Linked DNA regions of Mus musculus: region 1 is linked to region 2. A link is a contact called in public HiChIP or PLAC-seq data. All regions are on one chromosome and are shown on one strand. Each heading gives the region's core, a stretch centred on a gene start, on an enhancer-like site or on the middle of the called end of the contact. The rest is flanking DNA. Distances are from core to core; before and after follow the strand shown.

Region 1 (3,216 bases), core at 541-3,040, 380 kb after region 2:
TAGCATTGACTTGACGACGTCCACAGTGGACTCAGCTTTTTTCGGTGTATAGAGGAGAGGAATGGGAGCAGGGCAGCAGGGGAGTGAACTCAAGTGACCCAGCTGCCCCAGGGTCAGTGCGGGCAACTCAGCTGATGCTTTGAGGGGTGAGGCACTAGCACTGACCGAGGCATGCACCTCCCATTGTTGTCTCCAGTGTGTCCTACAACAGCCTTTGTGTTAAGGGATTGTAATCTCAGTTAGTAGAAGGGGAAACTTAGGTTTGAGCAAGTTTGACCAAAGTTGTACTCGTAGAAAATGGAGTCATCCGTGTCCCATTGACAACACAAGAGTGTATAACTCCAAAGGCCAGAGTCTCTCCTGTACATGCTCTGGTTTCTAATGACAGTCTATGAGCTGTGACTAAGCTCTTACTATAGTGCCGTTCAAGCCTTACCCCAGCTCGAGGAGCTCTGTATGCTTCATGCCCTCTCGTCAGGTGAGTCAGTTGAGGTAGGGAGTCGTTCAGAGACTAGGAAATTGGGCATGGGTTCCGTTCTGGGTCCACTTTCTCACTGAGGGCTTTTAGAAGTTTCTATGGAACAGATCTGTGCTATCATCTCTCATTACCTGCACAATGAAAGTCAGAAGAGCTCTCAAGAAATAAAAGAGTTGTTAGAAGTTTTTAGACTTTTTAGGTAAGGATGTGCAAAGGGAAAAATACTTTCCTCTGAGGAATAGCATGAGACTGAGGCATGCGCTTCTGCAGCCTGAGATCCTGCAGCATCATTTAGATAAGAATCGCTGCTGACCGTCTCTGCCTGTTTAACCTGACTAAAGAGAGTAGAACTTGTCCTCTCTCTGACTAGGTCCCATTACGCCCCGTCTCTAGTAGAGCCATTATCAGCCATCACTGGTCTTGCTCTTCTTATTCCCAGCGGGCTGTGGTGGATTGCTGGCTTCTCTTGCTTTACTGTGACCAGCCCCTGTCTGAGTTAGCCAGCACAGTGTAGTCCCCAGTGTCTGGGGACTTGCCTTTGGGACCTGGGCGAATTCCCATGAAATATGTGACCTTTACAGCCAGTGCCTCCTTACTTACCTCCCTCCACTCTCCAGTATTAAGAGTGAGCTTCATGATGTAAGTCTTGGGTCTTTTTTTGCAGGAAGGACAAAGTGTTGTGCTCACAGAGGTGATAATGAGTCAGACCTCACATGCTGTTGTTCTCGGGTTGTAACCCCCATTTATCCTTTGCTGTTCACTTACTGGATCCCCTTTCTGACCAAGTCACCTGCAGAATGACCACAGCTGGCTGTGATGCTCCACAGTGCTCTTGACTAGCTTCTGTGGCTCTGCTTAACTTACTCAGACCTCTGCAGGAGACGTAGAGAATGTATGATAAACTCCCTGCATGCAGCTTAGCTCAGAGCAGGTGTTCAAAATGGAGGCACTTCCATGAATGTCACAAAATGCAAAGGCGATCCCAAGGTGTGGAAGATTGGGATTTATTTTCTTCCAGTAGCAAACGGTATTCCCCTGTGGACTTCATGATGTTCCTATGCAGACCAGGGAAAAGAGTGTAATAGTGTTTGCTAAAAGGGAATATAGCTCTTTGTTCCCTTCAGCAGACAAAAGAAACTCATTATCATATCAAGTGGTGACTGCTGCTGTTGAAATGGTTTATTTGTGTGTGTTTTTTTCTGTTTCTTTTCTAGGGATTTATTTGTGGCTTTTCAGTAGCAACAGGTGCAGCAGCAAGACTAGTGTCAGGATACGACAGCTATGGAAATATCTGTGGGCAGAGAAATGCAAAACTGGAAGCAATACCGAACAGTGGTCTGGACCACACCCACCGGAAGTGAGTAGACTCTTGTATGGTGAACTGTCTGGAAGCTTGGGGGAAGCCTGGGAGGGTGTGATTCTCTTTGTACCTTACAGTTAGTGTCTGTGGGATATTTACATATACTTCTATACAGCGATTTTTTGTTTGTTTGTTTTTTGTTTTTTAAACCACTGCTGCTTTCATTTAACAAATACACTCTCCAGGAAACATATTTAATTGCCTGGTTAAATAGTGGATTAAAAAAAGCCTTGACTTGAAAGAGGCACTTTTGTGCTCTGTCTTTCCATTAGCCCTTAGGTTATGTTCTCCTTCTTAAGAAAATAAAGTAATATTCTTTGTATTAGGTTTATATTTAATGCAAGACTGAAGGATGATAATGGATATCAAAGCCTTAAAGTTATAAAGAAATATCTTGTGATGCAAGTATTGAAGTCTTTCCAGTTCTATAAAAGCTACAGACTGAGATAATTATTTTGGGCTCTCAGTATTCATCTTTAGGATGTCATGAAACTCCTGACCTTAATTGTCCTTACTCTTCAGGAGTTACTATTTTATTTCTAATATCAACAGGAAGATGCATTTCCTCCAGTAAACACATCATATGTATGATTGCTGAATGACATTTCAGGCCATGAGTGTGTATACCATCAAATTTCATTATCTTATATCAAGGCAAACCAGGTCTTCAGAATTAATAAAACTAATTGTACAATAACAAGGTTAATTAGTCTAGTATACTTTCTCGGGAGTGTCAGAGTAGATCGTAACAGCTTGTGATTTTGTGATTCTCTTGGTTAAATCTTGGGGCCCTTCTGTATAAGATGAGTTTGATGAGTTTATGAACTTGAAGAACTGTGATTAGTTGTTATCTTCTTAGAGACAGTCCTCCCTCTAATGAAGAAGAGATGGTGGAGGTCAAACTAACAAAGTTCTGAGTAACAGCAAGGAGTATGTACATAGCTTCCCACAGTTGACAAGCAAGGCAGGAGTAACAGAGGCTGAGCTACTTTGTTACTCTGAGGTGACCACCAAGGCCGAGTGGGTGGTTGGTGGGTGGTTGGTGGGCGGTGGAGGGTCCAGCACAGCCTGTGAGCATCTTGTTGCTGATGGCTTTTGCTACCCTGCCTAAGCTCCAGGAATGGACTGTGATGCCGGCCCCCACCCAGCTTCCCTTGAATCCATGGATTAAAAAAAAAAACACACAGACACACATTGCTCCATTTCAACTTGCCTTATTGGCTCAATTGCTGGACATTATTAAACTCCCGTGGCTAGCATGCCCTCCTGATACTCTTAACTCAGCACCCTTAATCTGTCTTCGGCTTTAGTTGCTCAGTTACCTTTAGTTCCAGCTCAGCATCCCCAACTTCTTACCTGTAAAAAGCGACCAGTGGGC
Region 2 (3,497 bases), core at 475-2,974:
ACAACATTTAAAAAAAAAAAAAGCTTCTTAATTCACCTTAACAGAAAATATAACCCCTTTAGGGGGGAGTCATTACAATGCCAAAGGACAGACACAGAAATCAACTTCCTTTCAGCATACTGGCCCTGATGCTGGGTGACACACCCCACTCACTGTAGGGTTCGTCTGTGACAACCAGAGTCACGAGTCAAATGAGATGAAACTAAACTTCTGAAGCCTGACCATTTCCTTCACAGCTTTTTCAAAGGCCAGGGTTTTTCTTTCTTTCTTTCCAGGGCCCCCAACAGGGTAATAGTGAGGCCCCACTGATTTAGCTGAAGGTAGTAGCTTACCTTCTGGAGACCAACATTCGCCTGCAGCAGGCTGTCCACAGTAGATCTTGGAAGGGACAAATTGTGCTGCAGGAATCCAGAGAATGTTTCATTGTCCACCAGAAAATCCTGGAGCTTCAAATCTATTGGAAAATTGTGTTTGTTTACAGTTAATAACTCAAAAAAAAAAAAAAAGACTCAACCGCTATGGGGAAGGTGGAGAATAGAATATTGATTGCTTCATTTTAAACGGATGGGTGACCACAGGCTTCTGGCTTACATACACCGAGAAGTGAGTTTCAGGAGCTCCGTCTCGCTGGCAGAGACATGAAAAGATTGCTTTCTGATGACATGTTGAGCCACACTCAGTGTGGGCTCCCACAGTCCAACAGCACAGTGGTGTTGTTACACACATGGTCTTTCCTTGTTGCCAATTGAAAAACCAACCCTTTTAAATGATCTCATCCATCCTACCTGAGGTTTGTGACATGAGCCCTGCTGCTCCTGACTCCTCAGTGCCGCCTCACGTAGCTAGCACTGAAAATACTGAGTGCCTTATTTCCACAAGCCACAGGGGCTAATCTCCCAGATCAGCAGGCAATGGCTCGCTAACATTTCTGTGAACCAGAATCGCTTGATGGGTTGCCTCAGCTAGCCGGCTGGACAGCAGTCTCAGAGCATCTGCTTCTGCCAGCTCTGGCTGCAGCAGCTGCATGTCTAACAAGCTCCCAGGTGGTGCTGATGTTGCCTGCCTGGGACCACACTTCCAAGAATCACAGGGGAGTCCTGTGAGCATATCGAGGTGTTTAAATAGACATGGTCTCTTCTTGGTTTCAGAACAAAACCTGGGATTTCAGAACTATAAAGTCCAGTTCCTCCAAACACTGAGAAAAATATGTAAACGTATGTTTGAAATCCCACCCTTTGCTTTACTAAATGCAGTGACTGCTAAAGGCTTTCATTCCGACTCCCATTAAACAATAAGCTCTCCAAGTACCAACTCCCATTAAACAATAAGCTCTCCGAGTACATCGAAAAAAGGCTTCACTCCAGTGGCATGAAATAGAAAAGAGCACTGGCCAAGAATTCAGAACGTCAGTCTCTGGCTGGAGGCTAGGTATGATAGTACCACTTGAATTTCATTTCTTTAGCACCTTTCTGAGCCTTGGGCCCCATCATCTGTAAAGCAAGAGGATTCTGAGCAGATGCTGAGTGGTGCCTGCCTGAAACACCAACCATTTTCCTGCCTTATTTTATTGACTATTTCATCTTTCTTCTTCCTTACCCCTTTAAACTTCTAATAACCCGAATTCTTTTTTGAAATTAAAACAAACCAACACCACCACCCCCCCAAAACAAAAACAAAACCAAGCTCATCTGGGACCAAGTGGCTGACCACTAGAGGGCAAACTTTACAAACTCAAATCAATTACCCGAAGAGGGGTTCCATCTGAAAACAAGACTGCAGTGTGCACTGATGAAACCGTTTCTCTTGGGATCTAAAAGGGTCTCCCTTCGTAGAGACAAACAGTCCAAGCAGATTCTTAATAGATACAAATGACCCAGGCATCTTCAGCATGGAGCAAACTTCAGTAATTTTGAACGGAGCTGATAAAACAGTGATTCTCCTCAACTCATCTATAGTTTTATCCTAGGGTTCCTCATACTATGCCACAGCTGATCTGAGGCCTGTCAATGTCCCTCCTTGAAATCAGCACTCAGCCATCTGTCATCTGCCTGGTGTTTCCATCGTACAAGACCCCACACTGCTACCACTGAACTCAATTCTTTGAGTTGCCATACCCACAGAACACCTAAGATTCACTTAAGAGGCACACAAAAACTAGTTTCTGGGTGTCTATTCCTTCAGATTACAACCAGGGGTTCTAAGGTAGACCACCCACAAATCTCCATTTTAATAAGCAGCCTCCACATTTCCAATACAGCGGGTCTGGAAGCCATATATTATGAAATGTTATTTTACTTAAGTATAGCCTGCATTCAACTCTAACTTATAAAAATGCAGAATAGGTCTTTTATCTTAGTGTTCCAAATACCTGGAACAAAGCCTGGTACAAAATTACTGCTCCAGCAATGACACCTGACTGAATGCTAGATGAGGTGACCAGAAAGACTTCAGAAGGATCTTTGAGATTAGTGGGTCCAGGAAGAGACCAAGGAGGGCAAGAGCATCAAATCTCTAGGCTATAGCCCAGGAGGAAATAAGAACCCTGACCACAAGTGTCTTTTCAAAGACAACAACATCTAGAACATCCCAGCATCCCCATGGTGGGGGGTAAGGAGAAGGAAGGAAGACAGGCAGAGAGGCTTCAGCCAAAGCTTGAGGTGAAAAGGCAGGCATGCTTATAAATTAGTTATGTATGTGTGTATGTATACACACACACACAAACACACAATACTTAAGTTTGTGTATGTACATAAATCTCAAAAGAAGAGGTGGAGAATAGATCATTCAATAGAGCACTTTTTTCAATATGAGCAATGCTCTACACACACACACACACACACACACACACACCTCATACTGGGAAACCAAATTCTGGGCTCTGTATCCATGTATTTCTAAGTTTATTTGACCTACTTAAACTTCCATGGCCTTACCTATAAAAATGAGGATCAAAAGAGAGCTCTGTGAACCTTGATAGAACAGAATAAATCTATGACCTAACACTCAGATCAGCCAGTTGAACACAAATTCCTCCTGAGCAAAGCCACAGCAGTACACAGCATCCTACGTAGGAACTTCAGAACAGCTCCTTCCTTCAGGGCAGCAGAAGTGTGGGAGGTTTGACCCAGACTGCACTCTGAAAGGACCTAGGTCACCCAGCAACACTCTGGAGACCAGCAAATGTACTTAGCATGTTTATATGATGCTTCCGTTATGTCAACAGACGCTGCAGATAAACAGCTGGATGTGATCAAACACCAACTGCCTATCCTCTGGATGAGACACAGAAACCAAAGAAGCTGGTTAAACAGCCAACAGCCCTTGGCAGTGCATGAACATAATGTGGCAGATGCTGGGTGGGGATGATGCAGGAAGGCCATAGAGCCTTGGCTACAAACAACTTGCAGTCTGGTCACGTGGATATGCACACATTATCTGCTGCTGTCCTATCACCGCTGACAGCTGCAGTACATACACACACAGGAAGACAAAGGTGT

Evidence for each region. HiChIP or PLAC-seq counts read pairs in DNA pulled down with a chosen protein or histone mark.
Region 1: a contact with region 2 is called in an H3K4me3 HiChIP or PLAC-seq map of bone marrow-derived macrophages, with 6 times the contacts expected there. The contact joins two enhancer-like sites. A contact is called at or near these places in 1 of 15 datasets of contacts at CTCF or cohesin (pro-B cells), 2 of 484 Hi-C or Micro-C datasets (bone marrow-derived macrophages and nephron progenitors), 2 of 115 datasets of contacts at active chromatin or transcription factors (bone marrow-derived macrophages and embryonic stem cells) and 1 of 9 other capture datasets (embryonic stem cells).

The regions. Positions count from the first base shown.
Region 1 is chr4:53,489,696-53,492,911 of GRCm38.p6, forward strand. Slc44a1 (solute carrier family 44, member 1) reads left to right here. Exons shown (of 16, transcript NM_001374697.1): 3 at 1,693-1,835. Among named protein-coding and RNA genes, the nearest start is that of Slc44a1, 51 kb to the left of the region's middle. Within about 2 kb of position 1,791, at least 75 of the 459 cell types and tissues checked have an H3K27ac peak or open chromatin away from gene starts, as enhancers often do. A contact at or near this core is called in bone marrow-derived macrophages, where this site is marked.
Region 2 is chr4:53,108,832-53,112,328 of GRCm38.p6, forward strand. It overlaps Abca1 (ATP-binding cassette, sub-family A (ABC1), member 1), which reads right to left. Exons shown (of 50, transcript NM_013454.3): 6 at 333-454. Among named protein-coding and RNA genes, the nearest start is that of Abca1, 49 kb to the right of the region's middle. Within about 2 kb of position 1,725, at least 22 of the 459 cell types and tissues checked have an H3K27ac peak or open chromatin away from gene starts, as enhancers often do. A contact at or near this core is called in bone marrow-derived macrophages, where this site is marked.